Linked DNA regions of Mus musculus: regions 1, 2 and 3 are each linked to region 4. A link is a contact called in public Hi-C and promoter capture Hi-C data. All regions are on one chromosome and are shown on one strand. The core of a region is the stretch at or near the end of the contact, and the rest is flanking DNA. Distances in the headings are between cores, read along the strand shown.

Region 1 (2,700 bases), core at 199-2,698, about 10 Mb before region 4:
GTACATTTATTTCTTCACATAGAAATTAATTAAAATATCCAAAATAAAATGAACTTAGATTGAAAGCAGTCATTTTTCCAGTAAGCCTAATAGCCAGAGGGATGTGAACAGGCGGATATCTTCAGGATGGAGGGGAACACATAACTTAAAGGAAATTCAATTTGATGACATTTTGGGGAAAACATTAAAAGACAGTTTTTATAATGATGAAGCAAACTAGTTGATGCAAAATAGATTGTATGTTTAGGAATTTCAAATCATAAATGTGTAGCAAACATGTTTGCATGGAAAATCAGAAAATATTTCACTTATTTAATATGCAAAGCCAGGAAGATAGGATTTTTAGGAAACTACATATTTTCAAAATCCTACTTTTAAAAGAGCAAGATATTTAAGAACACAATATACTGCTTAATGGTGATAGTGAAACAAGACTCTTTGCCTTAAGCTTTTGCAGCCATCACTAGGGTATTTTCTTTCATTATTTACATGTATATTTCAAATCTCTTTTATAATCCGGTAGTTTTTTAAAGGGAAGCCTTTACAATACTTTTCACAACATCACATCTGAAAGTTCTACCCCTTGAGTCAAGATTGCCTTGTTACCATGCAACAAAAACAAAACATAGAATCCTCTTGGTATGTGAGGCTGATGTAAGATGGAAACCCCAGATGCAGCCTCGCCTCTGCTGCAATTTTTTTTTTTTTTTTTTTTTTGCTTCTGACTTATTCTCTTTCTACTGTAATTGTACAATTACACAATTGTATTGTACAATTGTATTGATTCCTAGTATACTTGTGGAAGTTTAATATATCTGTCTGTCTACTTCTGACTTGCCAATAACTGTTTGATAAACTAAAACACGTTTTCAACTTTAAAACTTTGGAAATACCCAATGTATTATAAATCTGAGTAACATTTAAAAGGATTTTTTAAAAGTGAAAAACAAAACACATCTGGTCTCTATCAGAGAGTCTTGGCTTATCTTGAGAGGCAAAAGTGTAAAAGAACTTTCATTTCTCCTTGGAGCAATTAAGGGATACTGTCTGACTTAATGTAGTTTCCTCCACCATGACCCTGCAGTAGACTCCAGGACAAGCTAGGGGACTCGGAGCCTCTCCCCGAAAGCCCCGCCCGCTTAGGTCCGCCCAGAAGCCCCGCCTTCTCGGAGATTCAACCCCTGGAGCCACGCCCCGCGCTGTCCTTTAGGAGGCGGGACCTGGGAGGGGTAGCGGTGCGGCCGCAAGAGCTGTCAGCCCTGGTAGGATTCACGGTTCTTTCTCTTATCCGGTGGGTCCACGCGGAGGCAGGGTCCCAGACCCCGGTGAGCAATTGTGAGGCCCCGGAACTGAGACCCACAGGGACTCCGCAGCTAACCCCTGCGCGCTCGCCCGCCAGCCAATCGTGGGCCGCCTGCCTGCGACGCCCTTTGACCCCGGGCCTCTAGGAATCCAGTCGCGCTCAGCCCAGCAGCCCGGTTCCGCGCCGGTCCCCGCCGCTAGGTTAGTGTCCGCACCGCGCCTGAGCCCGTCCTTGTCTGCCTGGATGCCCGAGTTGGCCCTGAGGTGGTTCATCACCACTCGGTCCTGAGCCCCGAACCTGCGAGCGGAGGCCCCTGGCGGTCGCCCGGCCGTCTCCTAGCCCAGCTTACGACCCCGAAGGCCGCCAGGACAAGTGCGTCCTCCTCCGGGGTCTTTGTTCTGTTCTCCTTTAACTGGCCGGGCTCTGCCTTTTCCACTGTCCCTTCAGGGTGGCCGTCTCCTTTTCTGTCTGCGGAGGAACAAGTTGGCGAGGACCGGAGCTTAAAACTTTTGTTTTGTTGTTGTCAAAGACATAAACGGATAATATAGTGGGAGAAGTACTGAAAATGGCTTACAAGGAGGCTTTCGTGAGCGTTGTTGTGGGTCTGGAATGAGCTTAGAAAGACAAATGAGAGTGGTTGGTCTGATCGCATTGCAATGTGTGGGCTGCAGCTTGGAAGAAAAAAAAAATGCAGAACTACTGTAGGTTTTGGTGAAACTATTTCAGGTTAGTTACACTTACAAAGCTGCTGCTCTTATTCCTATAATAAGCAATGAGTTGAGTATGTGGTCAGAAAATAAACACAATGAGCTAGCTGCCTTCTCCTTAAGTGTGAGCTACAGCGGAAGGCGAGGGAACCATTGTTAAGTCACCTTCCACAGTGAAAAAATGTCATTGTAGTATGACTTCTCTACTTGAGGCCGCTCAGGGCAGGCTGGAGCCAGGAACCTAAGGTCCAGTACAGTGTTTTGCCTTTGTAGGGTGCTCAGCTGTTTACTAGCCCAAAATCTTGGAAAAAGTTCTCTGCTCAGTTTCATCACCTGTAACATGAAGTTCTGTTTCATAGACGGTTGTGAAGATAAAAATGGAAAATGAGATTATGCCGGACAGAACTTGTGTACAAAAGATTACCCACACTTTGACCTGAGCAAGATTCTGAAAGTTTTAGATGTGTGTTCTGAGCGTTAGCTGTATCTAACTGTAGGTACTTCCTCTAGCATAAAATTAGAAGAAAATAGCATCAACAGAATGAAATAAAACAGGAAGAATCTTTATAATTTAATTATAACTTTAAAATGGAATCTGCATTTTCCTGAGCTATATAATATGAGCAAATGCATTTAAAACAATCCACAACATTCGGCTTCAGGGTTATTTAGATCTCTTAGCTGCTTGAG
Region 2 (2,700 bases), core at 36-2,535, about 19 Mb before region 4:
AACGTCTATTCCTCGTGTTGTGGATTAGCTGACTGGCCTCACTCAGCTGCCTTCCTTACCTGCAAACTCACCCACTTTGACTACAGCATCGCACTCTTAACCCTAGCCTTCCAAACATGGTCCTATGCTATTTCTGTGTGTCTGGATGTATTTTTAACTCTCAGATGTATACTTCATTTATGAGATATACATCTGAAGACCACGGTACAAAACACTGTAAGAACTTGATAGAATGACAACTGCTAGGTAAAAAAAAAAAAAAAAAAAAAAAAAAAAAAAAAAAAAAGCATACAATACCTGGTGAGAGTTCTATTTTTACCGAAGGTGGTATTGATAGGTATTCTGTTATTAATGCCTTTCTTTTCCCTATAAATGATGAAAAGTTGCTGGAAAATAATAAACACTACTCATCTGTAGTGAAAAGCCACAATACAGTTACAAACCAATCAATCAATCAATAAATCAGACGTCATGGTGTTCTTTTCCCAAAGGTTAAAAAACAAAGTGCACTGTGCTATTTGGCAAAAATGACGTTTAGAAGAAAACACGGTGACTACGCACAGAGGGTGGGGGAATCATTGTGCTTGTTGCGGAGTGAACACGTACAGTGTGCACGCAGACTTACGGCATTTAACCGTGTCATAGGGACCAAAGGAAATCCACTCACTCACTAAATATTTGTTGAGCACCCACTACCTGCCAACTCCCAAACAAAACAAAGCAAAACTACTTACAACCACAAACTACGCTTCGTAACCTAGATAGATAACGCAGGTGACACTATCTATCTAGGTTGAGCTCAGCTCTGCCCATGCTTTTCCTGAGCGGCTCTTGGAAGAAAAGCTACAAAGCCCATGACAGCCTCCGCCTGGCCAGCTGCCACTGGCATCTCAAGGCTGGCAAAGCAAAGTGAAAGCGCCAACCCGGAACTTACGGAGTCCCACGAGGGAACCGCGGCGCGTCAAGCAGAGACGAGTTCCGCCCACGTGAAAGATGGCGTTTGTAGTGACAGCCATCCCAATTGCCCTTTCCTTCTAGGTGGAAAGTGGTGTCTAGACAGTCCAGGGAGGGTGTGCGAGGGAGGTGCGTTTTGGTTGCCTCAGCTCGCAACTTAACTCCACAACGGTGACCAAGGACAAAAGAAGGAAACAAGACTGCAGAGATCCGCACCGGGGAGCCCTGCAGATTCTGGGTCTGCTGTGGACTGGGGGCGGGACTGCGACTGGGCGGGCCTGGGGGCGTGTCCGGGGCGGGGCGGTCCCGGGGCGGGGCCCGGAGCGGGCTGCGGTTGCGGTCCCTGCGCCGGCGGTGAAGGCGCAGCAGCGGCGAGTGGGTGAGTGAGACGCGCGGGCGGAGGGGGGCTGCTGCCACGGTCGGCTCGCGGGCCGGCCGGCTCCGGGTACCAGCGGGGTTTTTTTCTCCTTCGAGGTGAACTCCTCCCTGTCCCCCGGGCGAAAGAGCCCTTGGCCTTGCAGGAGTTGCGGGGGCCGCGGCGGTGCGGAGGGGATGGGGATGGGCCTCATCTTTGCTGTCCGCCCGCGCTCCCCGATCCCGACCCGGAGCGTCTCCCGGGCCCTTGAGGGAACCCTCCGGGAGTACGGCGAGCGCGGCCCCCACCGCCACAAGCCTGGGCCCCAGGGGCCTGGCCCGGCGACAGCTGGTGGGTCCTGCGACCCAGTCAGGTCTCCCGAGGGTCCCCGCCCGGGAGGAGAAAGCGCCGGTGGGATGGAGTAAGGACGGACAGAACAACACGCAGGCAGGATTTCGCAGAAGTTTGCAAGGAGTGCGGATGCCCACTTACATGGGCTGCTACTCTTACCAGGTTGTTCCCCAGTTCTGTGGGACGTGACCTGGTTGCCTCACAGCTCCGCGGTTGTACAGACTTATTAAAGGAAGTGACCATTGTGACTTGGGCATCACTTGACTGATGGTAATCAGTTGCAGAGAGAGAAGTGCACTGATTAAGTCTGTCCACACAGGGTCTGTCTGGCCAGGAGTGCATTTGCCTGGGAGGGATTGGTTGCGCTTTCTGGTGTGGGGACTATTAGGCTCTTGTAGAGTTTTGTCCCGGCAGATGGATAAATTTCTTGTTACACTGTTCCCGTTCGTCACCAGTTGAGAAAAACGGGTACACAGTCTGTCTCAGTAGTACTTTTACTTTATATTAAGGGCCCAAAAGGGACTGGAAAATACTTTAAGATAGAATCGTTAGTCCACTTGGAAAACTTAAAATATGAGAGAGAGAGGGGGGGGGGAGAGAGAGAGAGAGAGAGAGAGAGAAAGGAAGGAAGAAGGAGGAAGAGGAGGAGGAAAGAGATTGAGATTATGTTAATAATATGGAATCAGAATATTTGAAATATAGTAAGCGTCCCCTCAGTTAAAGAGGACATTCCAGGAGGCCCCCAGTATAGCCTGAAATCTCAGGAAACGCCTACATACACCCATCGTGTGGATATAGGTGTTTTCCCTTCATTACATTTCATACACAGATGTTAAAGTTTAGAAAGTAGGCACAATAAGAGATTACAAATAACTGATAATAAAGTCGAGCCATTGCAGCTGCTCTGTAAAAGTCCTGTGAATGTGATCGCTTTGTGTTTCAAAGTAACTTACTGTACTTCACCCCTGTTAAGCAAAACAAGATTCACCTGAACGCAGGCACCTTGGTACCTTGGCAGACACCAGATCTGATAACCAAGA
Region 3 (2,700 bases), core at 119-2,618, about 12 Mb after region 4:
AAGCAGAACAAAACAAATAGTCAAGAAAGGAAAAGAAAAACAAAGTTAGACTTTTTTCTGATGTTAAGTCTACTAGTAGTCTAAGAGGTCAATGGATTATATTTAAAAATAATTGAACTCGAAAACTCCCCTAACTTTAACACTTACCTAATTGTTCAATGACAGCAAAACTTCATGTACACTGTGAGTCAGAAAGCCAGTTCCTAGTTAGGTCGAATCCCGACCAAGCAAGTGAATCGGTGCTGGCGCTCCCAAAGCTCAGAAGAACATGGCTTAGGGAGTTCTCCTTGGAGGGGAATCAGTGCTCTGGGTTTGGCAACTCGGAGCAAGTAACTTTCACCTACAAAATAATGTTATTTCCTCCTGTGTTGTCTGTAACCCACCTCCAGGCTTACATTCTATTTGACCTTGCGCAGTGGGTAGTGTAGATTAATCTGCACCATCCTCTGCGTCCTAGGACATTTGACCTGAGGACATTTGGCTTTCTTTCTGCTGTACGCAGACACTAATTTTATTATGAACAACTGCTCCGTTCTAAGGAGTCCCCGGAGGTCTCAGCCATCATAACATAGCAGAACGGAGCTCCATCGCAACATAGAGAAGAGAATATTAAAACTGGGTAGATGGGTTCCAGGCCAGGCTGCAGGTACAATGCCCTGTGACCCCACAGAGCACTGGGACTAGAGTTCTGCCTTCACTTAATTGAACTAACTGAAGCTAAACCTGGGTTTCCAGCAGATATAGACGTTTCCAATATTCCTGGAAGCCCAAAGCCAAAATATCACAAAAGGGCATTTCAGCTCCGAAAAGCAGTTTCCGAATAATTTTTAGAATATAAGCTTAGTAATTAATGGGGGGTGGGGGGGAGGTGGGGTGTGTGTGTGTGTGGGGGGGGTGCCACAGCTCTCGTCAGAAGACAAGTTTCCGAAAACCACTATCTCCTTCTACAAGGATTCACAAGATTGAACTCAGGGTGTCAGCTCATGGATGGAGTGCGTTTTCCTGCTAAGCCCTGACTTCTGTCTTCAGCACCAAGTAAATAAATGCCCTGTCACGATCATTCTTCCCCAAGGTCCGTGTCAGCTAACCTCAAAACAACTCTTCCCTTGTCAGACAAAAGCAAGCTGATCGAGTATGCATGCGAAGCATATTTCGCACTGTAAAGACCGTAGGTGCTTGTGCAGAGAGCACCTGGCATGAGTTTTCTCCGCTCCAGCTTCGTCTGTCCTCCGAGTCAGGACAGGGACTCCGCCGAGAGGCCAGAGGGCGCGCGCGCGTCCTCGCCTTTCCCGCCAACTAGGCGGGGACGCAGCCCGGCCTCCCCCACGGCGACCTCTTCGCGGGCGGGGCGGTTCCTGTTCCGGGTCACAAAGCACCCGGATGCGCACGTGCTTTATAAGCGCCCGGCGCCGTCCGGCCCCTCCTTTCTGAGCCCCGGCGGTGCGCGCTACGGAGCTCGGCCAGCCTGCTCCGTCCTGACTCACCGCTGTTCGCTCCTGCTGAGGAACAAGTCGGTCAGGAAGCCGCGCCTCAGCCATGGTGAGGTGGGGGGCGTCGCCACGCGGCCTGGGGCGTCGGCGGGGCTCGACTTGCTGGGGCGCCGGGAGCGCAGAGCCCGGGAGAGGGCTCCCGCCGCGGCGAGGGCCCGGGAGAGGGTCCTCATGGCGGTTGTGTAGGAGTGGGCCTCCACTTACGGGTCGCTGTTTGTTTTTCCCGCCTGGGTGATAACAGGCATTTAAAGATACCGGAAAGACGCCCGTGGAGCCCGAAGTGGCGATTCACCGAATTCGAATCACGCTCACCAGCCGCAACGTGAAGTCGCTGGAGAAGGGTCAGTACGATGCTCGGGGTGGCTTGGTGATCGCTGGGGCGCGGTCGGCGATGAGGAGATACCAACCGTATTGAGTTATAGTGATATTTCTTATACGCTATTCTGAGCCGATAGGCGAACTTGTTTAAAACGCCTCGAGTCATTCTGAGTTAACTGAAAGACCATGCTTTCTTAACCCGCAGTTTGTGCGGACTTGATCAGAGGCGCCAAGGAAAAGAATCTGAAAGTGAAAGGACCGGTGCGCATGCCTACCAAGGTAAGGGACAGGTAGACTCGAGTACTGGTAGACTGGTGGGGAGGGGGAAGGTCAGAGTTTGATTGCCAAATAAATTCAGAGATTAAATTTACATTCCTAAGAATACAAGTTATTAGGGGCCAAATGTCTGGTGGCGATTGAGTATGATACCTTTCTTAAAGCAAACTCCAAAACTCTCTAGTAAAGGTTGCTGAAACCTGTTAACATACAGAGAAAATGGTTCAGAAATGGACTAATTTTGTTTTATTGCAGACTTTGAGAATCACTACCAGAAAAACACCTTGTGGTGAAGGTTCCAAGACCTGGGATCGATTCCAGATGAGGATCCACAAGCGACTCATTGATTTACATAGTCCTTCTGAGATTGTTAAGCAGATTACTTCCATCAGTATTGAGCCGGGAGTTGAGGTTGAAGTCACCATTGCAGATGCCTAAGACAACTGAATAAATCGTCTTAATGGTCAAATTTTGCTGGCTTTTGTTCAGGTTTTTTTTTTTTAATTCATGTTTATGAGTGTAAATGTGTGTGTCACAGGGGTGTCAGATGTTCTTTGAACCACCATGTAGGTGCTGGAAACCCAACCTGCATCCTCGGAGAGAACAGGTTCCTTAA
Region 4 (2,700 bases), core at 118-2,617:
AAGTACATATTTTTATATTTTTGTATTTTGTTTATGTGTATGTGTGTTGCCTGCAGAAGCCAGAAGTGTTGGTCAGATTCCCTGGAGCTGGAGAGCAGGCAGCTGTGAGCTACTAGATTCGAGTACTGATAACAAACCTCAGATCCTCTGGAAGAACAAGCCCTCTTAACGGCTTACCCATGACTCCAGCCCAAGAAAACATAATCTTAGAATGTAGACTTGTAAAAAACTATTAAGAACTAGAGTATAGGGAAGGAAATGTCGGTGTTATATATATTACACTAATAATATAAGGGACAATTACAGATTGTAGTATCCTGGTGCGTGTAGGATCGTGGAACTATATCGCTCACAAATATGAGATATTTGCGCCAAACATCGTACTGAACAGTTATCTAAGTAGAAAGGTGTTTACAGTAAAAAGATGAAATAGTGCTGGATTTTGGTTGTTTGGTTTTGTTTGTTTTTGCCTTTGTTTTTCTTTTTGGATGGAAGACTTCCCAAACACAAGAAATGGTTTTATATTTCTATTTGTGAGTAGGCTTTGAGGAATAAAAGAAGAAACCGTTTCCTGGTAAGGGAGCAAGTCATATAAGCTAAACACCTCAATTTGTCACACTGACAGCGCTAGCCTCTCTACCTCACTTCTCACAAGTGGCAGCCACTGAGTAAAGACTGGAGTGGAAGCAACCAGATGGTTTACAGCTCAGGAAGTGGGGCACCAGGCTCCCCAGCAGTAGTCACCCCACACCCTATCACGTCCAGGGTTTGGAGTCTAAGGAAGACACTCGGGCCAAAGGAAAATCCAGCCGACCCACCTGACACCAGACTGGAGAACTCCGGAGGGATTTTCCCCGGAGGAAATCTTTTCCAAGCCTCAGCGATGTCCACCCGGCTTGTGGGGGGAGGGAGGCCTCTGAGACACGCCCATGATCTGCAGAGGGAGGAGCCGGCAGAGGGAGGAGCCCGCAGAGAGGGGAGCTTGCAGAGGGAGGAGCCGGCAGAGGGAGGAGCCCGCAAAGATGGGAGATTACAGAGGGAGGGGCCGGCGGAAGGAGGAGCCAGAGGACAGAAGAGCGGGCGGAGGAGGAGCCGGCGGAGGGAGGAGCTGGGGGAGGGCGGAGCCGACGGAGGGAGGAGCTGGCAGAAGGAGGAGCCGGCGGAGGGCGGAGCCGGCGGAGGGAGGAGCTGGCAGAGGGAGGAGCCGGCGGAGGGAGGAGCTGGCAGAGGGAGGAGCTCACAGAGAGAGGAGATTGCAGAGGGAGGAGCCGGCAGAGGGAGGAGACCGCGGAGGGAGGAGCCGGCGGAGGGAGGAGCCGGCGGAGGGAGGAGCCGGCGGAGGGAGGAGCCGGCGGAGGGAGAAGCCAGGGGTAGGAGGCAGGGGCTGAGGAGTTGGTGAAGGTAGGAGCCCGCCCAGGGAGGGCCGGCGGAGGGAGGAGCCCGCCGAGTCCAGGAGGAGGGAGGAGGACGGTCCACCCCGGCGCGGCCGCAGACCCGACGGGCTCCCTGGCACAGCTGACCGGGCCGGAACTGCAGCGGCCACGCGGGAATGGGCCGCCCCGGGACCTAGCGCCGCGGCCAGGGTCGGGCGGAGCCGCCGCGCAGCCGGAGCCATGAACGGGGACGCCATCTGCAGCGCGCTACCCCCCATCCCGTACCACAAGCTCGCCGACCTGCACTACCTCAGCCGGGGCGCCTCTGGCACGGTCTCGTCGGCACGACACGCAGACTGGCGCGTGCGGGTGGCAGTGAAGCACCTACACATCCACACGCCGCTGCTCGACAGGTAGGGCGCCGGCGCGGGGCCCCACACAGACGCGGGCTGGGTGGTCCACAGACCGGCCGCACTATGGCGATGCGCCGGCTCCGCCGCGGCGAGTCCTTAAGTCCTTGGGCTAACCTGATCCAAGGGAGAAACCATCCTGGACGTGCGTCAGACTTTGCAACTCGCCCTGCCTCTCCTCCCACCCGAGGTGTTCCCACTCTCCAAAAACCTGCAATCACGGCCACCTCTAAAACCCTGTTTATTGAACCCGACGTGTGTTGGTACAGTGCTTGTGGGCTTTGCTTTGTTTTAGCTAGCTGTTAGCGGTAAGAGCTGTGGAACTCTAAAAACTGCTCTTGGAAATGAAGTACGCAGTGACTGCAAAATACACACCGGAGTTTGAGCATTTAGCACTAAAAAGAAAAATAATAATACTATACCGGTGTTTTTATATTGATTAAACGTCAAAATATTTTTCTAGGGTTTTATGTGTGTTTCACTCCTGCTCCTGAGCCTGCATATTATGGCTTGGTTTGGTTTGATTTGGTTGGTTTTGTTTTCTTTGTGGTTTATTACGTGCCCTCATGAAGTTCAGTTATCAAATTCTACATTACCAGTTGTTATTCGAGCTCTTGCCTTGGAAGTCCCCAAAGGAAGTGTGCAATGTTTTTTGTAACAGTAAAATGAATCAAAAGCTATTAAATGGTCAAAATTTGTGAAGAATAAAAGTTTTGACCATCCCTTGCCCTGGTATTATTTGTGTCCAGCTCCCACATATTCAGAAGAAAGAAAAAAAAAAAGCGTTGGTTTCTGTTTCTAGGAAAACATTACAACTAAATACCATAGATCTGTGGCTGTATGTGTTAGTCAATGGATCTAGTCAGAACTCTTGTGTGTTTCACTTCCATCAGAAATTGAACTAGACCTTCATTCAG

What was found. Promoter capture Hi-C pulls out the DNA fragments that hold promoters and counts their contacts. Hi-C and Micro-C count contacts between places; a contact is called where the count stands out from the background.
Region 1: a promoter capture Hi-C map of pre-B cells shows a contact between it and region 4. The contact joins the promoter of Manea here to the promoter of Ripk2 in region 4. A contact is called at or near these places in 1 of 39 promoter capture datasets (pre-B cells) and 1 of 484 Hi-C or Micro-C datasets (CD4 T cells).
Region 2: a promoter capture Hi-C map of pre-B cells shows a contact between it and region 4. The contact joins the promoter of C9orf72 here to the promoter of Ripk2 in region 4.
Region 3: a Hi-C map of B cells shows a contact between it and region 4, with 5 read pairs. The contact joins the promoter of Rps20 here to the promoter of Ripk2 in region 4. A contact is called at or near these places in 2 of 39 promoter capture datasets (cranial neural crest and pre-B cells) and 3 of 484 Hi-C or Micro-C datasets (B cells, CD4 T cells and muscle stem cells).

Annotation. Positions count from the first base shown.
Region 1 is chr4:26,345,400-26,348,099 of GRCm38.p6, reverse strand. It overlaps Manea (mannosidase, endo-alpha), which reads left to right and starts at 1,448. Exons shown (of 5, transcript NM_172865.2): 1 at 1,448-1,503.
Region 2 is chr4:35,224,421-35,227,120 of GRCm38.p6, reverse strand. It overlaps C9orf72 (C9orf72, member of C9orf72-SMCR8 complex), which reads left to right and starts at 1,285. Exons shown (of 11, transcript NM_001081343.2): 1 at 1,285-1,333.
Region 3 is chr4:3,834,323-3,837,022 of GRCm38.p6, reverse strand. It overlaps Rps20 (ribosomal protein S20), which reads left to right and starts at 1,368. Exons shown (of 4, transcript NM_026147.6): 1 at 1,368-1,539; 2 at 1,732-1,831; 3 at 2,014-2,087; 4 at 2,340-2,700. The coding sequence starts at 1,537. The coding sequence ends at 2,522. It overlaps Gm32823 (a long non-coding RNA gene), which reads right to left and starts at 1,374. Exons shown (of 5, transcript XR_881078.2): 1 at 1,089-1,374; 2 at 148-340. It overlaps LOC115490074 (a small nucleolar RNA gene), which reads left to right and starts at 1,877; the gene lies at 1,877-1,944.
Region 4 is chr4:16,162,310-16,165,009 of GRCm38.p6, reverse strand. Ripk2 (receptor (TNFRSF)-interacting serine-threonine kinase 2) reads left to right here and starts at 1,367. Exons shown (of 11, transcript NM_138952.4): 1 at 1,367-1,786. The coding sequence starts at 1,614. A530072M11Rik (RIKEN cDNA gene A530072M11) reads right to left here and starts at 900. Exons shown (of 7, transcript NR_045765.2): 1 at 819-900.